Regions from separate parts of the Triticum aestivum genome. Here region 1 is linked to region 2. Evidence: chromatin contacts called from public Hi-C data. All regions are on one chromosome and are shown on one strand. Each heading gives the region's core, a stretch centred on a gene start, on an enhancer-like site or on the middle of the called end of the contact. The rest is flanking DNA. Distances are from core to core; before and after follow the strand shown. Region 1 holds the start of LOC123065903 (zinc finger protein ZAT11). Region 2 holds the start of LOC123071352 (coatomer subunit zeta-1).

Region 1 (6,548 bases), core at 750-3,249, 390 kb before region 2:
ACTTCCTTTTCTCTATCTGTTATTTAGTATAAAATCTTCTTGTGAGATCATCTGCTTTTTTATTAATGGAGGTGACTAGTTTTCATTGTTTGAAATAATAAATGCTTTGTTTGCGCTCTACTCTTATGAAAGAGCTCGTGCTTTGTTCTCTAAGAGTTGACCCAATTGCGAGTATTGTAGTATTTTGTTTCCAGCGAGGAACTCAATGAAATACATGTGAGAAGAGACTTAATAGTTTCTCTCATGAAAATTTATCAGGCTGGCAGATTTGATGGTGTCATATTTAGTATGTTTTTCGTTAACCATAGATAAAGATATGTGATGTACATGCGTAGTCTGATAAGAGTTATTTTACATGAATAAAGGGAAAATATTTGGTCTGATAAACACCCTCAAATGTGTAATACCAGATCAATCACTAAGTGAGGCAATTTGGCTCCATGGATCTAGGGAACCTAGAACTTTATTTTATTTGAAAAGGATATTTAAAAATTCCAAGACAATTGATTTTTCCCTCCGGTATAGTTGTTCTCCACAAATATGTAAAATTTCATTAAATACTATATGATGATGTGCAAGCTACGAAATAAATCAAACAATTTAGCCTCAAAACAACAAAATTTCCTGACTAGAACCGGTTGGCTGCTCTGGAGGCCAGGCCAGAGCAGTGTGAATCTGCGGCGACATGGTTGATGGATTTGGACGAGGTGCGACAATGTGGTGACGCGGCTTAACTACTATGTTGTGCTTCAATAGACTTTGTGATGAGAGAGGGGATTAAGTCGTTGACTGCGGGTGCTGATAGGAGGGGGTTGTGCGGGTGTCGGTTTACAGCGAGACAACTGTCCCTCCCGTTGTTTCTTCCGTTGCAACGCATAGGCATTGTGCTAGTAGTTTAAAGAATACTGTGCAATAGTATGTCATGATCGTTCTCCAATTTTACTCAATCATCACGTAGTTAGTACTAATTCAGTTAGACACCGTTTGTGTCTTTGGAAACAAATAGTAAGACTAATAAAGAACATGGAATCTAAAAGAGAATAAAAACAACAATCAGAATTCGGAAGAGAGCCTGCTGATCTACAGGCTAACGACATGTCAAGGATTACGTTCCAAATTTTGTCAACCATCCTCTCTGAAAATTACTCAATCATCATGTAGCTAGTTATTAGTAATCTAATTAAACTCCATCCATGTCTTAATAATTAAACAAATAAATCAAGCCATCCATGTAGTATAACACGGAATCATCATGTATGTATTGTATATGCACATCCTATCTATACAAGTATATGTTGTTATGTTCTCTGTGAAGGCTACACAAGCAGATCAAGCAGCTGATGCCCGGAGCTGCGATCGGCCGACGTTTCTTGCCCATCGCCGCCGCAGTCGTCCATCGGCGGGTAGTTCAGGTCCGGCATGACCTCCTGCTGCTGCGTCCCGCCGGAGCTGGCGTCGCCGTGCACGGCAGCCGACGACGTCGACGGCCCCGGGGGCGCCTCGCCCCTGTGCCGGCGCATGTGGCCGCCGAGCGCCTGGCCCATGGAGAACTCGAGCCCGCAGACGGCGCACTCGTGCACCCGCGCCCTGTCCCTCTCGGCGGCGCCTTGGTCCGCGGTCTGATCGTGCAGTAGCATCCGCGCCTGCAGCCGCGTGTGGCTGGTGCGGTGCCCGCCCAGCGCCTGGAACGACGTGAACCGCTTGCTGCACGTCTTGCACTCGAACACGCCCTCCGCCGCCAGCGCCCTCCTGCCCGCCACGGTCGTCGTCGCCGCCGTCACCGGCTTGCTGCCCGCCGTCGCCGTGGACGACGCGGCGGGCGATGCCAGCGAGAGCAGCGCGTCGGCGTGCACCCGCAGGCTCTCCATCTCCTTGCTCTCGTGCGCCTCCTCCCTCGTAAGTGTCATCACGATCGAGATCGATCTATGTAACCAGCTGCAAGTGCTATCCCCTTTTCTTCCTGGCAGCGAACTGAAATTCCAGTCACGCGCACGCAGGGGCGCATATATACGTACGACCGGTAGGAGTTGCGGGTAGCTGATCTTGTAGAGAAGGAGAGTTGTTCACGTCAAAGTCGGACGTGCGTGCGTGCGTGCGAACTAGCCAATGGCAGTGGAGCCACTCAAACTCAAGCTAGGCTTGGCCACGAAGAAACGTGCACGCACGCGGTCGCGCTCGCTAGCTCGTTCAAGCATGGGCGTGGCGCGCCGGGGCACATGGTTAGGCAATAAAAAGTTTGCTTGCTTTCTCGCCTCGTCGTTCCAGAAGCTGATCGATCACGAGAGAGCGATGGCGATGGTTAGCTACTAATCGGTATCGCTCGTCGACCTCGCATCGCCATCGCGTGGATCGACCACGTACTGACGCGCGCGGCTACACGTACGTGCGCACGTAAAAGCGATCGCCCAAGGCTTGCTGCGTTGCGACTTGCGTGGCGGCGTAGGTGACTGGATCATATCGTATTCGTATCGTCCGCGGCCGTGGTTTTGTGGAACAGATGATGGACGACGCCTCGACGGGTGTTTTTCACGAGTGAATTAGGGAGGGTTTCGTGTGACGCCACGCTGCGGTTCTCCATATTTTTCGAAGAAGAAGATGGCGCGCTCTCCGTGACTCCGTCGATTATTCGTTACTTGTTCTCGTCGATCCACTTGTGACCCTTTCTATCTGTTCCGATGCACACGTACGTAGTGTATATCTTGACTAGTAGTACTCCCTCCATTCCACAATGTAGTGCTTCCTCTATCCTCGTGCTTCAACTTTGACCGCAAATTTAACTACCAAGACCGATTGCGGCGGAAGCAAAAATTATATCAGTGAATTCGTATTCAAAAGAAGTTTTCAATTATATATTTTTTTCTCCCGCCGCAGTTGGTCTTGTTGGTTAAATTTATGGTCAAAGTTGGACCTCGGGAAGCGTGGGCGCACTATATTTTGAAATGGAGGGAGTAGTATATTCCGTGCGCGCGTGGACATGCATATCTTGATTGACGAACGAAAAGCGCAGTGGCCATTCCCGCACGCTAGATGACGGCGCCAGCTGGATTGGAAGTTGGGCGAGCGGTCGAGCCAAGTGTGTGGCCAACATCTTAGCTGCGCGGCCGGCGGGCGGACCACGTCGATCGTGCGAACCCACACGGCGGCGGCGGCGGAAGCCTGCGCGGGACGTAAGGTGTGATGTGCGAGGCCACGAACGCCGGAAAGGTGCGGGGAACTGTTCGGTCACCCGCTTCCGCTCGCTGGCGTGAAGATCCCGCGGGAAGCTCTTGACTTTTCTGGCGTACCCTGCCATTTCTTGGGCGGAAAGCAGAGTGCCAATTCGCGAAGCGAATTCTTGGAGTGTTTCAGGGGAAACGCGTGGAAGGAAGAGTACACCAGCCACCCACAGTTCTGGTCAGAGGCGGGTGGTGATATGGATGCCATGCCGCTGCCCCGCCCACTGGTACTAGGATATTTATCCGGTAAGCAGATGATGGGGACGTCGGGTCAGGTTACGCTGGCTGCTGCGAGTGACTAGCAAGGCAACATAGTTCGATTATTATTATTAAGCTTGCGCAAAAAAAAATTATTAAGCTTGTACGACACTGTTACTCCGAGTGGTTGGATTTGGATATGTACCTGCTTCTGCTCTGCCGTCGTTGAGACGGAAGCCATCGCCGAGTTGCTGGTACAGTCGCATTCAGGAGCAGGCGAACTGCGAGAGGGTGCATGGTGAATTACTATGTGCCGAACTTCTCTTTTGGTTGTCGTGTGTGGGAAATGACGAGGTTTTCATGCTGCGTGCGCGCAGAGGTGAACCGAACACTTGGCATGCGCGTGAGGGAATCTGACCTGAAGGGTTTCAGTTCGAGGATGGCTTCGACACGATTTCACACGTGTTCGAAAAGCTCGGAGGTATAGATTAGATAGATATAGATTTCAGATGATGCAGCAGTCACGCTGGATGCAAAACTCACATTTTTCACTAGGTTTATCTGTCCGCTTGCCAAGAATCGGCCGCGTGTATCGCCTCTAGTGTACACACTACTGCTTTCGCCCGTTTGAGCTTTCAGACGACAAGAAGAAATTCGTATTATTATTATTATTATTGCGGTAAAGAGATTCATTTGTTTGCCATGGGTGAGCGCCACTAGTGAAAGCTGATTGCTCCATGTGAATGTTGACCGGGATTTGGGAACCCTCGGGAGATGTAGATTTTTGTATGACACTTTTTCTTTTCTTTCAGGGAGGGCTTTGAAGAAAGAATAAATTGGGCCGGCTTTGCTCGCAGGCTTATAGCCCAATAGGAGGGTTCCTCGTCGTCGGTCGGTCGTCAGCTCATCAAATGGGCCTCTTCTTTCGTGGCCCAATACAGTACATTACTGGATTTTGTTTAAAAAAAGAATATTACAGAATTTGCACTAAGAAAAAGTTAAAAGGACTCCCTCCATCAGGAAATACTAGTCGGAGAAATGGATGTATCTAAACATATTTTAGATCTAGATACATTCATTTTTATCCATTTCTTCAAAAAATATTTCCGAATGGATATAGTAGATTATAGAATAGCTAAACCGGGACGTGGCTTGTAACGTGGCCAGGACCGGGATTGGAGCCTCCGTTTCCAACTAAAAAGGTCACGCCCTCTCAAACACAGAAAAGACTAGAAAGTTCGATACCAGGATATGGATTTTGATCAACTCTAGTGTTTTGCAAGTTGGCGGAAACGAGCAACAAGAAAGCAACAGAAATTCTTCTTGGTCCAAACGATGGTATATGATCTTGACATGTATCCTCAGTTTCTGACCCTACATGTGTGACTGTGTGTGGGGTCCCTGAACGGCCTGGCCCGGTTGGTGCTTTGTGTGGGGATGCTGGTGCTCCACTAGACCCCTGTCATCTTCCTACGGTTCAGTACTTCCAGAATCTCTGATTAGATTGTTGAACATACGCTATTTTTGTAGGTTTTAGCTGCGCTTTTAACGGATACTAGTGAACCTATTGGTCCAAATGACACAGAGACACATTGAATTCATGTGCACATTAAAAAGAAGAACCATGGTTTAGTTGCTTTAGTTGTTACTCCTCATTACATGACTTATGTTTTTCTTGTCATTTTGCTTTGCATGATCATATAGAGCTAACATTATAATTGTGGCAAGGCCACTATTCATCATTATTTTACATGTTACGCTAGATCATTACATATCCTGATACACTACCGAAGGCATTCATTTGTAGTCATTATTTTCATTTTTGAGGAAGTAAATAAAAGTTTGATGTCCATTAGAGTATGCCTCTACCCATGAGATAAAAAAGAAAGGCCAAAAGATCCCACCAAAAAATGAGGGAAAAGAGAGAGGGGGCACACTAGTATCCTTTATACACACTTGTGCTTCAGAGTAGCACCATGTACTTCATGTAGAGAGTTTTTATATTCTTAATTTTCTTATGCTACTGGGATTTTTACATTATGAGAACTTGACTTGCATTTTCCAATGATGAGCTTCCTTGAATGCTCGAGGATATGAGTGAGCAAGTTGGATGCACCCCCACTTAGTTGCGTTATGCGAGCTTTCATACCCTTAGATCTAGTGCATCCATTGCATGGCAATTCCTACTCCTCGCACTAATATCAATTGTAAGGCCTCTCCATTGCCAAACAATCAACTACATTGATGAGGGACTTTATCATTTTAATCTTCTTATAAAGTCCTCATCATTATTCTATTTGCCATCCAAAGTGCGAAGAATGAGGCTTATTAATTGAGCATTAAGCGAAGTGCTAAGTGATATGTTTCCAATGTATCTATAATTTATGAAGTATTCATGCCATATTTATATGAGTTCTACATGATTTTGTGCACTTTTATATTACTTTTATGAACTAACATATTAATCTAGTGCCAAGTGTCAGTTCATGTTGTTTGTCTAATTCTTCGTTTCACAAAAAAACCATACCTAACAAAGTCCAAACGCGATAAAATTTTTATGGTCATTTTTTATGAAAGCAAAGGGACCTAGGGGTGCTACAAGCTCACCAGGCGCACCCTTTGAGCTTGTGGGTTCCTCGGGAACCCGACTAGCGTGATTCCAACGCTAAACAAATACTATAAATCCAGAAACCTCCGAAAGTTGACCTACATGAGTTTTTCTGCCGCCGCAAGCCTCTGTTCCGAGGCGATCTCATCCGAAGCCCATTTTAGCACCCAACTGGAGGGGGGGAAGGCATCACCGGAGGCCATCTTTATCATCCCCATTGCCTCCATCATGAGGAGGGAGTAGTTCACCCCGGGGATGAGGGTGTGTACCAGTACCTATGTGTTTGATCTCTCTCTCTCTCTCTCTCTCTCTCTCTCTCTCTCTCTCTCTCTCTCTCTCTCTCTCCGTCCCTCTCCCTCTCTCGTGATCTTGATAGGACGCGATCTTTATGTACCATGAGCTTTGCTAATATAGTTGGATCATATGGTGTTCTTACCCTCTATCTCTTTTGTAGTGAATTGAATCTTGCTCTTCGAGGTTTCTTTGTTATCAGATTGAATACTTTGGATTTGAGATCATTTGATGTA
Region 2 (6,049 bases), core at 148-2,647:
AGAATTTCTAATTGTTTGGTGAATTTTACAAATAGTTGCAGAATTCATGAGCATAATACTCTGCAGTGAAACCTGAGGAAAACTCAAACATGAGAACTAAGCCTAGCAAGACAAGATTACAAGAAAAATGCAAAATACATGGACACGAGTGGCCGATGACGTTGGACATGAGTGTTCATCAATACGACTTGGTCCACTGCGACAGTGGCCGATGACATTGGACACGAGTGGGAGATCCAGCAGCTTGATCAATGATGCAGGGTGGTGTTCTATTTGATAGTCAGGAGTAGTTCTGTGGTTTACTTCGTGATGGCCAGGGTGTTCCGTTTCCCATTCTGGTTGTAACAGACTCTTTTCTATCTTAGTGATCTAAACACTCTTATACTTATTTCTTTACAGAAGGAGTAACACGCAATACTCATGCGTGTTCTTTTTTGAAATAAAAAATTTCCAGATGACAAAATTATAGCATCCTTGTTCAACACAGCAAGGCAACAAGGGATTGAAAGAGATGAGCCAAAAAAAAGGCACGATGCTCCAACAAGAAGGTACACCTGATGAATGTACTGCAGGGACCTCACAAACTGTAGCCAGTAACAGTGTTAAACAACTAGGCCCATTTGGTTGGCAGAGAGTGAGGTCTTAATCAGTGTTCCCATGAAGATGGCGGTTTTTCTACACGCTATGCACATTTCACATTTGGTCCATGAGGAGAATGTAAACTTGCATTTTACATTTACCCTCGCAGCGCACAGATGCAGTGAAAAAAGAAACACTTTCCTCGTCTTTCAAGAGGCAAACTCACCCTCTGCTCTGGCGCTGGTCTTCTGGGTCTTCACGAAGAGCGACTTCTCGAAAGCCAGCTTGGAGGACGCGGAGGGCCAGTCATCGGCATAGTACTTGACGGCCACGCGCTTCCCCTCCGCGTCCAGCACGAGGATGTTCTTGACCGAAGGGCAGGACGCCTGCACGGGCAGAGACCAAAGCCAACAACCTCTGAGAAATAATCACTCCTGGCAGGCGAAATTCGTGGAGTAACACATCGCAGTACGCTAATTCCGCCGAGACAGAGATGAAAATTGCGCCAGAAATACTTGATTTTGCCATCCGTTCTGGGGCATAAACCCTAAGTAAACCGGGCAAACGGAGACGCGCGCGGTCGGATTTTGCCGGAGGAGGGGGCGGGTCAAGGGATTACCATGTCGAGGGGGGAGGAAGAATTTGCGGGCGCCGGGAGCGGGACGGACGACGGCCAGCCGGAGGGAGCGGCGGGTTGCTGCTGCGCGAGCGCAGGCGAAGGGAGGGCGACCAAGACGAAGATCAATAATGACAACGAGGACAGAGTGGAGTAGTTTTTTTCATTTCCCTTTTCATTTTCGTGTGAGAAAAGCGTTGGTTTATGCGGACCCGGCCCAAGCTACGACCGAGGCTGCTTATTGGGCTACCCTGGGCAATTCTCAGTTTCATTGGGTACCCATTGCGACAGCCCCGCAAGGATATTTTGGTAGGCTGAGAGTGCGCGTCACGGCCTCCTCAAATCCAGAGATCAGTCGTCGCAAGTTCGTGGAATTCAGGTGGCTCCTTCGGCGCCCCCGGTTAATCACTTTTTATTTGCTCATAATAGCCTGTTGTTTTCAAGGCAAATGGTGCAGGGGCGAGGGAGGTGTCAAATTTACTGAATTCTTATTGTCAAACTTCAGACCAAAGGATCAACAGTAATAAGTCCTCGGTCTTTTTCAGTAAAGGATGTCCAAAGTCTATCAGGCGGAAGGTTAAAGCTATACTCAATGTGCAAACTAAAACTCTTAATGAAAAGTATTTGGGTAATGCCATCTGGTATTGAAACTAGTAAAATCGGGGCTTTCAAGTATCTAAGGGATAGGCTTTGGAGCAAGGTTAAGGGGTGGATTGAGAAAGCAATATCTTCTGTGCGTAAAGAAATTTTGATCAATTCAGTGGCGCAAGTGGTCCCAGTGTTTTCTATGTCATGTTTTAAGCTCCCGATGGGGCTGTGTGAACACTTAAACAAGCTCATACGACAATTCTTTTGGGGGAGCAAAGAGGGCAAGAGAAAGCCTCATTGGGTCTCTTGGCATACAATGACACAACCAAAAAAGTAAGGCGGGCTTGGTTTCAGAGATCTTGAACTCTTCAATCTTGCACTATTAGCCCGACAGGCATGGCGTTTGTTGATTACGCCTGACTCTCTGTACAAAGTTTCACAAGGCGATTTATTATCCGGAAGAGAGCTTCTTGGATGCTGTTGTGGGCTCTCACCCCTCGCAGATTTGGCGATGGCTGATGGAGGGGAGGGACATGCTAGCTCAAGGTTTAATCCGAAGGATAGGCGATGGGGGTACCACGCAGATATGGTCACACAATTGGATTCCCAGGTACACTTCAAATGAAGCCAATTGCCTTCTTGTCACCGAATCCGCCATGGCGAGCTAATCTTCTACACCAGTTTTTTTTTGCCAGTCGATGTTGCGGCCATCAAGAACATACCTTTGTGCACCATTCCCATGTCAGATTTTTGGGCTTGGCAGTATGAAAAGAAAGGCTCTTTCTAAGTGAAATCAGCCTATAGACTGCTAGCAGAAACAAAGAGGAGAGGAGATGATCTGCTTGATGGGCGGACATCAGTTTCAAATTTGTCACAGGAGGAGAAGGGGTGGAGTTCACTTTGAAATATTAAGGTCCCTTCAGAAATCAAAACTTTTCTGTGGAGGCTCGCTAGGCATTCCTTGCCGACGGAGGATGCGAGAAAGCACATGCATATGAGTATAGTCGGTAATTGCCAACTATGTGGTTGCATCGATTCCTAGAAACATTCCTTAATAGAGTGCTCAATGGCACGATGTGTATGGTCTTTGGCTAATGAGGAGATAGTGGAAGAGATGGCTGATATTACTGAACCTAGTGCCAAACACTGGTTATTTCATGCTCAGGAGTCACTATCGCACGCACAATTTATGGAGATGGCAGTCACATTGTGGGCAACTTGGACAGCCAGACGCAAGGCATTTCACGAAGAGGTCTATCAAATGGCAACACACAAGTTTGTACAACACTTCTTAACAGAGCTGGAAGCTATCAACGAGCTGACCCATAGGATGAGGAGGAGGCCATCAGTTCGTATGGCTGCACAACCGAGGTCGACTTGGACGCCCCCGCCGAGCGGACACATGAAAATGAATGTAGATGCAGGCCTATCTGACATAGGTGTAGCAGCAACAACAACAGTCTGTCGGGACAATACGGGCTCGTTCTTGGGCTCGTCGGCTCTTGTGTTTTTAGAAGTTACTGACCCTGCAGTGGTCGAAGCCATAGCTTGCCGCGAAGCACTTGCGCTTGCTAAAGACCTATCACTTCAGAGTTTGGTGGTGGCAAGTGATTGCAAAACAATAGTTGATGACATACATGGAGGAGTTGTAATTTTATTTTCGAAAATAGAGCATCGAATACTGATGCACATAATCTTGCCAAACACTCTTTATCACTCGATCAGGGTCGCCACCTGTGGCTCGTTCACCCCCATGACCCTTCGTGTATCCAGCTTAATTGCCTAGCTAGATGAATAAAGTGTTGGCGACTCTCAAAAAGAAGTATTGGACGCTCCTTCGGATTTTGTTCTTTCTTTTTTTAGCATTTTCGGATTTTAGATGCTTTTTCTGTTTTTTCTTCTTTTTGTCTTTTGTCCAGTTTTTCTTAGTTTTTGGAGAAAAAAAATCGAGAATCTTTTTTTGCTTCTGCGAGAGGCAGATTCACTGCGCGTTTTTTCCCTTTCCCGAGAGACACGGATTCGATTCTCGTGGAGACACAGTTTTACTTCCGCGAGTGGCATAGTTGTGCCTCTAGGAAAGGGGAAAATCGTGTTTGTTTGCTTCTACGACAAGCATAGTTATGCCTCTTGAAAAGAAAACCGAACTTTCTTGTTGCTTCTGCGAGAGGCATAGATAAGTTTCTCATGAAGGCACATGTTTGATTTTGCAAGAGACACAAACTGTGTCTCTCGAAAAGAGAAAAAAAATGTTTTTTCTTCCGCGAGAGGCATAGATTTGCTTCCGCGAGAAGCATAGATTTGTTTCCACCAGAGGTATAGCTATGTCTCTCAGAAAGGGGGAAACATGTTTTTTTCTTCCACGCAAGGCACATATTTGCTTCTCATGGAGGAACAAGTTTGCTTCCACGAGAGACACAGTTGTGCCTCTCGGATAGGAAAAAAATGTTTTCTTTTTTTTTCTTTTTGGTTCTTTGGAGGCACAGATTCGCTTTCACAAGAGGCACAACTATGCCTCTCGAAAAGAGAAAAAAGGTGGGTGAAATCTTGCCTCCAGCTTGGTTTTTCTCAGATTCTTTTTGAAAATAAATTCGTCAAACCTATTAATATGGGATATAGTGAGAAATTAAACGGTGAAAACGGTCCACGATTTGGTCACATGGTTTAAGAGTTAAAACGTTTGAAAAAACGAATCAACAAAAAAAGAAACTTCCAGGTTGCGACAAGTGGCGCAAATACAGATGCAACTTGTCGCATCCTGGAAAGGTGGGAATAAACTTTGCAAGGGTACCCTTAATTAGTGATGTCACTACGTCTCGCTATAGCATCTCTCGTTTAAAGGTTTTCCTCCATCGCTCATTTGGGATCGAGTAATCTTTCGATCCTCGCTCGATCGTTGCACTGGTTTGATCCGGTTTTATTTCAATTTTTTTGTTTTCTTTACGGTTTTCTTTATTTTCTATTTTTAATCAATTTTTTCAAATTTTTAGGCTCTTATCGGTTTATTTGTTTCTTCACAGTTTTATTTTCCTTTTTTGCTTTTTCATCGGATTTCTGGCTTCTTTCTTGTTTTTCCCTTTTCTTCAATTTTTTGTTTCTTCTCGGTTTTTGTTCTTTCTTTCTTTTCTTTTTTTTTCAATTCTTTTCTCCAGTTTTGTTTTCTATTTCTTGGTTTCTCTTCATTTTCGCATAGATTTTCATAGTTTTATTTGAGTATTCTGTTTTTCTTCATTTCTGTGGTATTTCTTTTGTTTCTTTGTTCTGTTTCTTTTTTTTCTTTTTCTTCAACACATATCTATATTTTTATATATAATTGTAGATTTTATGTGTACATCAGGATTTTTGTATACACACGTTTAATATTTTTCAAATACATCATTAACATTTTGAAAAAAATTGTTTGATGACTAATTTCTTAATAAATATTGCACTTTGTTGGTATATATCAACAAAAAAGTTATTACGTGTTTAACATTTTTATAATGTAAGATTAACTTTTTTATACATGATCAATATTTTAAAATTTTAATTTTTATATTCAAATTTTAAGACATGTTCTAAAATTTTCATATATGTGAGGAACAGTTTTTTTACACGTTTAACATTTTTTTCAATAGATGATTAAGATGTTTTCAAATTTTTGTGTTTGGTGACTACTTTTTCATACACATTGTACATTTTGGTATATATCAAGAACAATGTTTTATACATGGTTATATTTTTGAAATATATGATTAACATTTCTTTGATACATAGTCAACATTTTCTAAAGTTCATGTTTTTATGTTCAACATTTTTATACGCATTAATTTTTTTGGTATCATCAAAAATACTTTTATACATTTTCAACATTTTTAAAATGTATTATTAACATTTTATCAAATGCTCCATTCAAAACGTTAAAATATATGATCAACTTTTTTCATTAACATTGTATTTTCATATACATGAGAACATGTTTTCCTATACACATTTAACATTTTAGATTAACAAATTTAAATATTTTATGTAGAGTGTTTTTCTAATACTTATATCTAGAATGTTTTTTTGAGGGGTATATCTAGAATATTTGGCAGTCTAACAAAAGTAAAATAATGAAAACAGAAAACAAAACAAAATAGAGAAAAACGGTTTTGTGGCCTCCAGCGAGCTAGGCTGGCCCAGTCTTGCGCTCCCTCAGGCGAGGCTGTCCTACGTCTCGCGTCAAAGACATAGGGGCGCCCGGGCTATGCTGCTTATTTTATGTGAAAGAGAAAATAATACATACCT

What was found. Hi-C and Micro-C count contacts between places; a contact is called where the count stands out from the background.
Region 1: a Hi-C map of leaf shows a contact between it and region 2, with 2.7 times the contacts expected there. The contact joins the promoter of LOC123065903 here to the promoter of LOC123071352 in region 2. A contact is called at or near these places in 2 of 5 Hi-C or Micro-C datasets (both in leaf).

The regions. Positions count from the first base shown.
Region 1 is chr3B:627,781,702-627,788,249 of IWGSC CS RefSeq v2.1, reverse strand. It overlaps LOC123065903 (zinc finger protein ZAT11), which reads right to left and starts at 1,999. Exons shown (of 1, transcript XM_044489097.1): 1 at 1,143-1,999. The coding sequence starts at 1,907. The coding sequence ends at 1,317.
Region 2 is chr3B:627,391,570-627,397,618 of IWGSC CS RefSeq v2.1, reverse strand. LOC123071352 (coatomer subunit zeta-1) reads right to left here and starts at 1,397. Exons shown (of 6, transcript XM_044494893.1): 1 at 1,199-1,397; 2 at 806-965. The coding sequence starts at 1,201.